Regions from separate parts of the Mus musculus genome. Here all the other regions are linked to region 1. Evidence: chromatin contacts called from public HiChIP or PLAC-seq and promoter capture Hi-C data. All regions are on one chromosome and are shown on one strand. The core of a region is the stretch at or near the end of the contact, and the rest is flanking DNA. Distances in the headings are between cores, read along the strand shown.

Region 1 (4,268 bases), core at 459-2,958:
AGTTTGATGAAAACATCAAAACCCACTGAAAAAAAATGAAAAATGAAAAAGGTGGCGAAATGTCTAGTGTTCGTTTTACTCAAGAGCACTAAAGAATCATTTCGTTGTCTGTAGGTTAGAATCAGGACCGACAAGTGCACTTCTTGTAATGTCGAGGCTGGGTCTTCACTTGAACTTGGCTCCGGATCAGGAGTGCCTATTGGAGCCCACATCGTTACTGGGAAACTTTTCCTGGGTCCTGAGGACCCGCCCTCGTGAAAAGCCTGAAGCGTTTCACCTTAGCGCAAATGGACTTTCTGGTCCTCCTGGTTCCTGAAGATTGTCCTCCTAGTCCCTGGGTCACAGACGTAAGATGCTCCCCAAGCGTAGCAGGTTCATCCTCGCGATCCGCTAGGGCGGGGCTCTCATCAAACCATGCCCGCCGCATTCGGGAAGACTCCACAGGCCGCGGTCGCCCGCAGCGTTTAGGGAATGCCCGCAAGTGGCCACGTCACTTTCCAGGGTGCCCGCCCCCTAACCTGCCTCGCCCTCTACCCGCCCCGCCCCTCACCCTGACTGGCCCTCGCCCTGGTCCTTGGGCACCTGGCCTACTGAACGCTGATTATCTTGGCTCTTGCCTACATCACGCCCCGCCCACTGGCACGCCTTTCCCCTTGCGCGCCCCGCCTCTTGGACGCCTCCGCCTCCGCACGCCCAGCCCATCGGCCCGCCTCAGCCTATAAACGCCCCGCCTACCTGGCCACCCCGCCCATTGGCCCTCCTCGCCCTCTGTACGCCCCGCCCAGTAGCCTTCCTCGCCCTCTGCACGCCCCGCCCCTGGCTGCCTCGCCCTCTGCATGCCCCGCCCTCAGGGACAGTTACCGGCTCAGGCCGCGCGCGCCTCCGCAGCTCGCCAGAGATCCTTCAGACTGGCTGGAGCGCCGCGTTGTCGCCCGCGCCCGCTGAGGGCTCGCGGCTCGGGCGCGCCCGGCGCGAGTGGCGAGCTCCGGCCGTGCGCTGCGACGAGGCCAGGCGGCGGGCGGTTAGCGCTCCGCTCGGCGGGCGGGGAGGACGGGCACGCCGGGCGCTGCACGCCTCGGCGGGCGGGTTCCGCGTCCCAGGACCGAAGCGGGTCGGTGCCCCCGTGTGGAGAGAGGGGCGGCCGGGCTCCCTGGACCCGGACGGCCCCCGGCTGGGCAGGAGGCTGGGGCCAGGGGCCGGCCATGTCCGCTCGCGCCCCGGTGCCCGCCGCTGCCACCCGGGAGGACCCGCCCGCCGTGGCCGGAGACCGGGACGCGCTGTTGGCAGCGACGAGCCGGCGGGCGGAGCAGCCGGCGCCCGGCGAGCGGGAGGGCAAGGAGGCGAGGGAGGAGCGGGCCGCGGCCGCCACCAGCGCGGGTGCGCGGGGAGAGCCGTCGCCGGCGCTCGTGCTGGGACACAGCGTGCCGCAAGCGGCCGTGCCCGTGAGGCCGCTGGCGCTGCACCTGGCGCACAAGGCGCGTGCGCCCGGGGGTCCCTTCGGCGGGGAGGCTCCGCCGCTGCCGCCGCCGCCTCCGCCGCCGCCACCACCACCGCCGCCGCTGCCGCCGCCAGCACCGCGGGACCCACCGGAGGACGCCCGCGAGGACCCAGCGGCAGCCGGCCCGGAGGACAAGCCGCCGCCGCCGCCGCCAAAGGGGAACCCGTGGACCAAGAAGCTGCCGCAGCACCTGTCCACCGTGGGCACCGGCGTGCCGTCGCCCGCTCAGGACTCCCCGGAGGCCGGTGAGTGCGGTCCGCGGGAGGTGTTTGGTTCCTAGGTGTCATTCACCGTGCCGATTTACATAAATGGACATCTAGGAGAGGGAGCGACAGGAAGAGGTGGGACCTCAGGTTCTCCTTGACGGGTAGGGGCACGACGTGGGTGACTGGGCAGCGGGGCTGTGCTGGGCTCGTGCCTTCACGTGTCGGCGTCCTAGACGCGGTGAATACCGTGGAAAAGTTTCCGGGAACTTGACACAGAGTAGAGGCGAGTCGGGACGAGCGGATTTGTAAGTGGAAGTCCGATTGGGCTGGCTCCTGAAGTGAGGTGGTGAAACGAAAGTCTCGAAAAGCTGCTAGGTAGATGTGGCTGTGAAGGCAGCTGGTATTAGGTGTTTTTGCGGTTGTGTGGTTGTGTTTCAGAATGCCTGACACAGGACAGTTGATTCAGAGTCCGGATCGCACAGCTGGTCCCACGGTAGCCTGCGCGTTAGCAATTGGGTTGTGCCTTTGCGTTCGAATGCTGACCCATGCAATATGGCCCTTGGGGCTTTATTTGGGTTGCAGCAACTGCAGTTAGAAAGTAAAATGAAGACTGGCTTGTATTTGGTGGCGTATGCCGATTGATGTAGAGGATTAGGCGTTCGAAGAGAAGTCAAAAAGAAAAAAGTTAGAATGGAAATGCTGAGTAAAACTCTCCTTTTTCTTTTTTTTTCTTTTTTTAATAAAACTGCACTAAAATAACTGAACTTTTCTGTGGGAATTGCGGCTGTTTTGTTGGCAAGTTTTCGCTGGTCTGGGGAGAGTTGGTGGAACAGCCGAAGTTTGAGCATGTTTATGGGGTTGTGAGGGTCAAATGCGGTGAAGGGATCCTGTACAATTGTGATTGTTTTATCTCTCCTGTAGGGGGAGATAAATGTTGAACCAATTTAGTTTCTTAGGTTTTGCACGCAGAACCAATTTAGTTTCTTAGGTTTTGCACGCAGAAATGCTCACTAACTTATTTGCTTTTGTTATTTTGCTTGCTTTTTGAAACACTATCTACTTGTGTAGCCCAGGGGGTTGTGGAATTCTTGATCCTCACGTCACTGTCTTCTTCAAGATACTGGGATTATAGACATTCTGCTCTCCTTATTAATTCTTACTAAATTTTGACACCTTAAGGAAAAACAAAACAAAAGCACTGAGTTTTGCTCTCCATCTTGTATTAGTACAATTCTGGCCTGCTGAAAAGAGCAGTTTACTACCATTGCTAAATAAGTGAAGAGAACATGGTATATCAAGTCTTCTTAAAATTTCGTAGAGAAACCTGTTGATCACTCTGTTACCCCTCCATATCTAGATTTACACAGAGTACTAGGCATTATAATATTTATTGAACTATGAAATATTAATCGAGTTTTTTGTGTGTTTGTTTTTGTTTTGTTTGTTTGTTTGTTTTGTTTGCTTTTCGGTTTTTGGAGACAGGGTTTCTCTTTACAGCCTTGGCTGTCCTGGAACTCACTTTGTAGACCAGGCTGTCCTCGAACTCAGAAATCCACCTGCCTCTGCCTCCCGGGTGCTGGGATTAAAGGCATGCGCCACCACCGCCTGGCTCCGAGTTTTTATAAACTCAGTTTTCTAGACTTTAAAACGTTTCAAAGTGAAACTGGAGATTCTTTTCCCCCCTCATGGGGATGAGCCTAGGGCTTTGTGCTTGCTGGGCAAGTGCTTTATCATCAAGCTGTATGTGCAGATTTTCTAGCCCCTCCCCCCAAGAATTTTATTGCAGATTACTTGGAAAAATATTTGACAGTTTAACCTACTTGTGCCTTGGATCTCCAGTCCTCCTTAGATTAAGGATACAGTGACTTACTGGGAGTGTGGCCCATACCTATAATTCCAACAAGGGGATTATGAGCTTGAAGCCAGCCTGGATTACACTCAAGACCAAGGTCTCAGAAAATCAGAAGCCAGGCCTTTAATTCCAGTACTTTTGAGGGAATGGCAGTGGATCTCTGAATTCAAGGTCAGCCTAATCTACTACTTAGTTTCAGGACAGCCAGGGCTATGTAGACAGACCTTTCTCAAATTCAAAAGGAGCTCTAGTTGCACCAATGTTTCTGTATTAACAACTCTTACATCCTGGGGTCACTGCAGTACTGGGAATGCTTTTCCTCAGATCTGTGGCAGGGTGGCAGTGCTGACTCTTAAGCTGTTCTACAGTGTCTAATGGGTAACTTAGAGTGGTGGTGTAAGGAATGTACTGCTGAAAGAAATGGGTGATAGTATAGTTATTACTAACTAGCTAGTTGACTTTTGGCATTATTCTTGTAAATTAATGACATGGATAGGTTCATGTCTTCTATTTGTTGTTTGTTTTGATAAACATTTTTCTGAATTATAGAGGCTAGCAACAAACCCAGACCTCCATCTAGGCTGAGGTAATGGTCATGAAGGAGCCACGGCTCCCAAATCTTACTTAAAACAAGAGTGCTTTCTACATGCAAGCCAGATGCCATGCCCTCCTTCTTGTTTTCCTAAGAAAACTGAATAGGGTGGGCTACAGC
Region 2 (4,268 bases), core at 886-3,385, 790 kb after region 1:
CTTAAAATTCCATGCTTCCATTTCCTGACCTTTCAAGCCCTTGAGCTCTGATGCTTCTATGTGGGAATCTCTTCTTCCATTCTCCCTTGTGTTTTACTGACTTACAATTCAGTTTTCAATTAAAATAAATTCTCTTACTTGGGCTTGCTCAGATTTGGGACTCAATTTTTATTTAAGAATTACAGTTGCTTTATTCTTCTAAAACTCATCTTCTAAAATTCAGGTGTCTCTCCACCAAGCAAAACTCATTTACGATGATCACTCAGATTGTGATCTATCCATCTTTATAGAGTGAGGGAGGTTTTTCCTACTCATTTGCTTAAGAAATAATGCTATTGTAATGTCAACACACACACACATGGAACGTATACATATGTATGCATATATCCCACAACACTATAAATAGTGTGTATGGGGGTGGGGGAGCAGAGCATTTAACATGTATTAACCATAGGCACAGAGAAGCTAAGAATTTTGACCAAGATCAAACTTGTAAAATGTGAGAGCTAGGCAATATATGTACAGAAACAAATCTAAAGAGTATGTCCTTACTTCTGGTCTCAATGTAGAGTTCAGCATGTTTCCCCAACCTTCTCTGTAGCTCAAGAAAATACCTGAGTTTCTCTCTTTCTCTTTCAAATCTCTCAGCCTTCAATCTCTACATCTTCCTTAGGTCCTATAGGTATCCTTCTTACCTATGATTACAACTGCAGCTAACGAACTGTACTCCTCTATAAACCTCTATGTAGTGTTCAAGGCAACTGTCTTGTTTTTAAACAAAGCATTACTACCAATTCCTCAATGTTGCCAATAATTTGGACACCTAAACCTTTCTTATCAGTAAACACATAGTGGTATGTCAAGATTCTGTCCAAATGGCATCTCCTCTGGAAGTAGTTTAATAACCGCATAATAGTCAATATTTGTTTAGCTCCATGTTAGTAGATGCTATTTCAATGTTTGCTCAATAATTCCATCAACTACTTGGAATCTGATGCAAACGAGTCGGCAGTTGCTGCTGCTTCAGTGTATTTTTGGTATTTATGTATCTCCTTCTGCCAGCTACATGCTTGGAGAACAAGAATCTCCTTACATCAGCTACATGTATAGCACCTGGCACGTAATGAAACATAGGTCAACATCTTTTAAACTAACGACCTGAGCAATGCCTGGAGGTCCTAACCTGCAGGCTTGGAAACTCTTCCTGGCCATCAGCCCTCCAGTTTCTTCGAGCACAACAGACGCATTGCATTACAAATCTATTTCGTGCCTGGCCGACTCCAGTGCACGCTCAAGGAATATTCTACAAGTATTTACTAGCGTCTCAGCTTCGTTAAGTACATACATAGCCTCATGTACATCACCAAGCATTTTGTGCAGAGCACTTCTTTTTAAGTTTTTAACATTTTTCACGCTGGGACCCGACCAGCATTCACAACACATTAGTAGGTCAACGATAGCGACACTGCACCTTACAGATGAATTTTCCATCAGGGAACAGAGCGCGCTTACTTTGGTCTCTCAGTAAGTCGATTTCTGTGGCCATTTCGATATTTTAGTTTGGAGTTTTCATCACGTTTATCGATTCCTCGCAGGGGGGAAAGAAGGTATTTCTCAAACAAGCAAGCAATCGAACAACAACAAAAAAGCAGCCTCCCGCTGTGAGGGCAAACAAAAAGCTAAGGGGTCGCAGGGGCAGCCGAGCCCTGGCGCGGAGACATCAGCATCCCACTCACGCGGCGGCGCAGCCCGGCCCGCCGCTCCGCGGAACCCAGGCGACGCGCCTCAGACTCCGTTCCGCGCTCGGCCGGACCCGGCCGGACGAGAAGGGCCGCGGAGCCGCGCGCGGCCGGAGGGCGCCGAGTTCCCGTCAGACCGCGCGGGAGGATGACCCTGCGACGCGCCTGGCTGGGCGGCAGCGTCCCCGCCGGCTGAGGGGCGACGCCAGGGCCGCGGGAAAGCAGGAGCGGCCGCGGAGTCCACTCGGCCCGCCCTGCGACTTTGAAAGCGGTGCCCCAGACCGTTCCTTGGAGACGGTGACGCCGCGTCCGTCATCACGCGTGCGTCGGTAGGCGTCATTGCGCCGTCTCAGGCGCAGGCAGGTGATTGGCTATCTGTCAGGCGGTGGGCGGGTCCCTGAGGCCGCGTTGGGGGCTGAGTGGGTTGCTTGGCGCCTTCCGCAGTGGCGCAGCGAGTGTCTGTCTGAGGTAGTGTGGCGCATTTTTAATTTAATTAATTTTTTTTTTTTTGTATGGAAACTGTGATAGGAGCAGGCACTAACTAGGTAGGGATTTTCATTGCCCACCCCCGAGTCTTGGTTTTGCAGACACTAAGCGTCTGTGGGAGTCTGTGCAGAGAGGTCTGTGAGTCCTCGGGCTGAGGTGACTCAAGGTCCCCTCACCCCGCCCCCCAGTTTAGAGCTGTCGCTCCTAGGTCTGAAACTGGTTCTTGTGCCTAGAAAAGAGAACTATTGTCCAATATTTAACCCTGTGGCTTCAAGAAGGCACCTGGTCAGGATCCAGGATAGCCTGCAAATCTAGCAGGTATTTCAGAGATGTTTCTTCGGATTTAAGGAAAGATAAAATTCTGCAAAAATAAAATGAAATTTGTACTGGGGCATAAACTACCGTTCACAGTTTTACGAAGTGATATTATGAGTATTTGAGCTGTAAAGCTTGAAACATAAAACATACACAAAATATTGGGGGCAAAAGACATTAGCGATAAAAAAATGCTCACTTGAAGTTTATCATTGGCTTTTGAGGCTTTTAATTGATTATATTTTTATGCATTGAAATACAGTTTCTTTAAATATGCTCAGGGCCTGAGATAGCTTGGTTATGAAGTGCTTGCCTGGAATTCCCCAGCACCCACATAAAAAGCCAAGCAAATCCCCTTTAATTTAAAGATTAAATGGCCTTTAATAGTAGTGCTTGAGAGGAGCAGACAGGATGAGGGAAAAGGGTGCTCTCTATCCAGCAGCCTAGACAAATTTGAAAGTGACTCCAGAGTCAGTAAGTCATTGTCGCAAAAAGTAAAATCAGGCATGTTAATAAGATTTTTTTTTCCTGTTTGATAATATCTGGTGAAAATAAAGGTAGGTTAAAAAAGGTGAACAGCCTTTGAGAATGACATCCCACTGATACTCTGCCTCAAGCTCAGTCCATACACAGCTATAGACGTACTCCCCCACGTGGACACACACAAAAACAAAACAAAAGGCATGTATGCCCTGGATGAAGTTTGGCTTTTTGTTTAACCGTTGAAGACGTTTAGTAATCTTGTACTCATAAAACAGTATCAACAGTGTTACCCTCATTCCTCTAAAAAGAGTCGCTGCTAAATATGTATGTGTTGGCACTAGCCATGCAAAGGGTTAGTTTAGCTTTGAATCAGTGAAAATTCAACCCGGTCTGGTTTTTAGTGGCCATAAACGTAACAAAAAAAAAAAAAACACACTGATTGTGCAAGCTCCATTTCTTTTTTAGGTTCACTATAGGGTACTTTCTGAGGAACATTTTTTATTGACTCAAAAAGATTTTCCTACATTTGGTAGGAATATATTAGGGTGAAGAAAGCCAAGTGTGACTTCTGTATTAAAATTATCAATGGTTTTGTCTAAACTGAGTAGTGAAATAGAACTTTGATATTTGCACTTGAAGTGCTTGTTTTTATATGATCATGGTCAAAATAAGCACAAGCCAGTTGAAGTTTCATGCATTGAAAACTAATGGCAGGTTTCACTGGTAATTTTAATAAATTGACACTAAACATCTAGTATTGACATTAAACATGCTAGGCTTCTGTCTAGCAAACCTTCAGAACATATGAAATAGGAATCTAAGTAAGCGAATTGGAAAGCTAGCTCATCACAGCAAGAATTTGAGCCCAGAAAATATGGCTTCAGTATCACAACCGTTGACCACCATGTGATATAAATTATGCTGAATGTTTTAATGTTTATAGCTAGCTTCTAATTGCAATAAATGAATGGCTACTTTACATGTTTTATTATAATCTCCAGTGATTTACTGTTCATTTTTCAAATGGTTTTATAATGTGTTGTAATGTGTTGCTGAGTTAGCCTTCCCCCTTAAAACAATTAAAAAGACATAAGCACCCAGAATTCAAATGGTGTGATTAAAAACCTTCAGATGTTCCTTTGTGTGTCCTCTCAACATTTTCACTGAAAAATCAGGTTTGTCTGTTTCAGAATTCCTAGTTCCTCCCTCTAGAACGCAGGAGCAACTGGGCAGAGCCTAAGAGGG
Region 3 (4,268 bases), core at 1,258-3,757, 540 kb after region 1:
TCTGTATGTAGTCTTCTGGCCTTTGTGTGAATAACACACACAGATACTACACACAAAGCCCCTTGACACTAGGAAGCCATACCAGAACAAGGCTTGGGACTAGTTCTTTCTCTTGAATGCTTCTTTTCCTAGGTGGCACAAAAGATACACTGCCCTTCTCCTGAATACACTTTCAAACTCCCTTAACCTGTCTGATCCCTGTTGGGTGCTTTGTCAGGGAGGTGCATTAGGGGAGGCGACCCTAACCTAAGGTCACCTCGCCCAGTTCTGCAGTAAGTTATTATAACCGTGTGGTCATATCTGATGTTTCTACCACTTTCCTGTTATACTCTGTCACAAAGGGGACGCGTTCTCACTGAATGTGTTGCAAATAATAAGATTACCATGGAAATAGGAATATTCAATCAGAATTTCTGAATTTGGAAAGGATCAAGCAAAGAGAAAAATGTGTTTCATTTCTGTTTACAAAGGTATAATCATTGCCATGAGTTATAGATAGCTTAGGATTAAAAAAAAAAGTTCCTTATAACTCCCTCCCCCACCTCCGCTACAAAACATCAAAGAATTAAAAAATACCCAAACTAAAGGCAATAATCCCCCTTCATCAGTTGCCCACTGCAAGGCAGTTAGCCTGTGCTTGCTCCGCTTGACCTCAAGGCAGCAGCTTTATAAGATGAATGAGCTTCTTGCTGTAGTTGGAAGTCCTAACTGTAGGGGCCAGGCTCACAGCCACCACACTGTGAACCCTGGGTGCCTGCCTGCCAAGTTCCTTTCCTTGAGTCTCTGAAACATTCCCTGCTTTTGAAAGCAGGAGTTCATTCTAGAGCTATAGCGTAGGCTGGCCTAGAACTCTGTGTATAGTCCAAGCTAGCTCCAAACTCGCCATGTACCTGCCACTGCTTCCTGAGTCCTGACGATGCAGACATATACCGCCTTGCCAGCTCACTGACAGTTATTTTATTTATTATTATTTTTGTGTGTGTGTGTGTGTGTGTGTGGAGTATTGCTCAGAGCAGATTGCAGTAGATAATCAGAGTAAAACAGTAACTATCTGTGGAAGGCAAAACTTGTAGCATGGTCATGCTTAAAGACTTAATGAGAGTTTGTGCAATAAGATATTTAGGGGTCTGGGGAGATGGCTCAGTGATTAAGTGTACTGGCTGTTCTTCCATAGGGCCCAAGTTCAATTCCAAGCACCCACATGGTGGCTCATAACCATCTGTAACTCCAGATCCCGAGGATCTGATGAACTCTTCTGGCCTTCTGGGGCACCAAGCAAGAATGTGACAAATAGACGTACATACAAAATATTCATATGCATAAGATGTATGAATTAATTTTTATAAGAAACTTAGTTATTTCTCTGAAATATTTTATTTTTTGATATTTCTCTTTTGTTTATTTTGAGACAGGGTCAGGGTCTCTTAAAGCCCAGAGTAGCCTCAAACTCTCCACGAAGTCTGCGAATGACCTTGAACTTCTGATCCTCCCACACCCATGGCTGCTGGCTAGAGCTCTTTCACCATGCCTGGTTTTGGCAACCAAAAGATTAGCTGAATCCAGGACATTCTGGCTGCTGGCCAGCACTGTACCAACCAAACTACACCCCCAGCCTTTGTTTACTTTTTTTCCCCTAATCTTCTTTAAGAGGGTTTTCAAACTGACCTCAAATTTTTCTTTTCTTTTTTCTTTTTTCCTTAGGATTTCTCCCCCCCCCTTTTTTTATATATAGTCAACTTTTTAAACAATTTATTTATTTATGTATTTGTATGCATGTGAGTACACAGTTGCCGTCTTCAGACACCCCAGAAGAGGGCACTGGATCCCATTACAGTAAGCCACCATGTGGTTGGTGGGAATTGAACTCAGGACCCCTGGAAGAGCAGTCAGTGCTCCCAACCACTAAGCCATCTCACCAGACCTCTTTAGGGTTTTCAAGATGATTTTTGTAGCTCTGGCTGACCTGGAATATATTGTGTAAACCAGGCTGGCCTCAAATTCAGAGACCACCTCCCTCTGCTTCTGCCTCTTGAGTGCTGGGATTAAAAACGGGTTCTATACACACACACACACACACACACACACAGAGAGAGAGAGAGAGAGAGAGAGAGAGAGAGAGAGAGAGCATTGATATCTAACTTTTCAAGCTCCCTCCCCCTTTCCAAATTCTAGGACCACAAACAGGCATGTGTAGCGGTACTTTGGCTAACCACGTTGCTCCCGGATGGTCACATGTGCTCGCTTCACCCCACCCTCCCCACACACACCAGTTACTTTTAATACACCTTTACTAGCCCAAAGGCTGGGCAGTTCTAATCCTTCCCGCAGCTAGCAAACAATCCCCTCTGTTACTCCCGAGTAAACATCTTTTAAAATCTCTATTTTATCTCTGCTACCTCAAACACAGCTGTGGAAGTGGCCCGTGTGGCCACTTTCCCTGATTCTCACATGTCAGCTGGCCTTTAGGTCTCCTCTTCCTTCTTCCCCATCATGGCGATCTCTTTCTCCTCCCTCTCTCCCGGCTTGCCTCCAAGTCCCGCCTCAGTCTACCTGCCCAGCCATTGGCTATTGGTTCTATATTGATCGACCAAAAGCCAATTGAGAACAAGGACCTTCAGGGTTTGGCCCTGCAGATTCCCGATTTAGGGGACTGAATTAATTCAAAGCATTAGAACCAATTCCCAACAGGCATGTGTCAAGCTATGCACACAATTTTAACATAACAACTCCAAAACTAAAATTACGGTTGGTAGTATGAAAGTGAATATATAATGAGCAATGAGAAAATTAATTATCTATGGATTATCATGTAATTTCTGAAATATTTATATCAATGCTTACCTGTAAAATATGATGTAGGGTTATCTTTATTGAGGTGGGGAACTTGCCCATTGCAGTGGCACTAGTCCTTGGGAAGGGGATTCTGGGTAGTGTAAGAGTGGAGAACGCAATCTGACCTCAATCATGTGAGCAAGCCTTCGGTGCAGTCCGCTCTTGACTGCAGATACAATGTTATCGCAAACTCCCGCCTCTGTGGCTTCTCCACACAGTTCCACACCAGAGCTGTGTGCTAGAACAAACCCTGTCTCCTCCATGTTGCTTCCGTCCGAGCATTTTATCACTGCAAGACTTAAGAAGCCATCAACTTAAAGAAAATCAAATTCTGCTTTTGTTCACAGCCCTGTGCCTCTGTGGTGCATTTTCACCATTGTTTGGTGAAATTTTTCCCTTTAAAAATAAAACCTTGCTAGACGGTGGTGGCGCACCCCTTTAATCCCAGCACTTGGGAGGCAGAGGCAGGCGGATTTCCGGGACTACACAGAGAAACTCTGTCTCGAAAAAAACATTAGATAGATAGATAGATAGATAGATAGATAGATAGATAGATAGATAGATAGATAGATAGATAGATAGATAGATTAAAAAAAAACCTTATGTGACATCAATGAGAGGAGAGGTCCTTGGTCCTGTGAAGGCTCCATGTCCCAGTGTAGGGGAATGCCAGGACAAGGAAGCTGGAGTAGGTGGGTTGGTGAGCAGTGAGGGGGGATAGAATAGGGGGTTTTCAGAGGGGAAATGAGGAAAGGGAATAACATTTTAAATGTAAATAAAGAAAATATATAATAATAAAATAAATGAAAAATAAAATAAAATAAATAAAACGTTATAAATAAATCCATTCAATCTCAGTCACCTTCTTTGAGCCCATGAAAATACACATTCAGGTCCTGTCTTACACTTCTCTTTCTTCTTGTGGAACAATTGGCCATTTCAATTTAGGAAAAAAATCATTCTCTTGCCTCTTTAACAGAAATAAATCCTGCATTCTTTGAATGATTTTTCTGTGACGTTATTTCTCTTCACCTTCATTTTTTTCTAGTGTTTTTATTTATATGTGTTGATTTTAGTTTTTCACAGTAAAATACGAAGTAGTGGAAGTTGTGAGTTGTTTGTTACAGAGCAGCCTTCTGCGGCAGGCTAGTGGATGGTAGGACCGTGTGCCATCTGACGATGTTTACAGGTACGCGCTTTTCACAGTACAGCTTTCTCATGTGGCAAAAGAATATGTTTATTAACATAGCCAACTAAAAGTATTCTCTCGGTGCCGTATGAAAATAAAAAGCTAGCACGGTGGCTCATGCTGGTAATCAGAGCATTTAAGCAGTGGAGTCTGAAGGATCAGGAGTTCAAAGTTACTATTGAGTGCACAGTGAGTTTAAGGCAAGCCTGGGTTATATAAGACTGCCTCAAAAGACTAAAGACTATGT

Evidence for each region. HiChIP or PLAC-seq counts read pairs in DNA pulled down with a chosen protein or histone mark. Capture Hi-C pulls out chosen DNA fragments and counts their contacts.
Region 2: a promoter capture Hi-C map of adipose tissue shows a contact between it and region 1, with 4 times the contacts expected there. The contact joins the promoter of D3Ertd751e here to the promoter of Larp1b in region 1. A contact is called at or near these places in 4 of 39 promoter capture datasets (the 3T3-L1 cell line, embryonic stem cells, hippocampal neurons and 1 more), 20 of 484 Hi-C or Micro-C datasets (the Ba/F3 cell line, CD4 T cells, LSK cells and 14 more), 4 of 115 datasets of contacts at active chromatin or transcription factors (astrocytes, bone marrow-derived macrophages, cardiomyocytes and 1 more) and 2 of 9 other capture datasets (adipose tissue and liver).
Region 3: a contact with region 1 is called in an H3K27ac HiChIP or PLAC-seq map of embryonic stem cells, with 2.1 times the contacts expected there. The contact joins the promoter of Platr4 here to the promoter of Larp1b in region 1. A contact is called at or near these places in 1 of 39 promoter capture datasets (liver) and 2 of 115 datasets of contacts at active chromatin or transcription factors (embryonic stem cells and pancreatic cancer cells).

What each region holds. Positions count from the first base shown.
Region 1 is chr3:40,948,942-40,953,209 of GRCm38.p6, forward strand. It overlaps Larp1b (La ribonucleoprotein domain family, member 1B), which reads left to right and starts at 1,709. Exons shown (of 10, transcript NM_001040399.2): 1 at 1,709-1,743.
Region 2 is chr3:41,740,483-41,744,750 of GRCm38.p6, forward strand. D3Ertd751e (DNA segment, Chr 3, ERATO Doi 751, expressed) reads left to right here and starts at 2,136. Exons shown (of 6, transcript NM_001099785.1): 1 at 2,136-2,207. It overlaps Sclt1 (sodium channel and clathrin linker 1), which reads right to left and starts at 2,032. Exons shown (of 21, transcript NM_001081411.1): 1 at 1,513-2,032. The coding sequence starts at 1,546.
Region 3 is chr3:41,490,692-41,494,959 of GRCm38.p6, forward strand. Platr4 (pluripotency associated transcript 4) reads right to left here and starts at 2,508. Exons shown (of 2, transcript NR_040385.1): 1 at 2,397-2,508.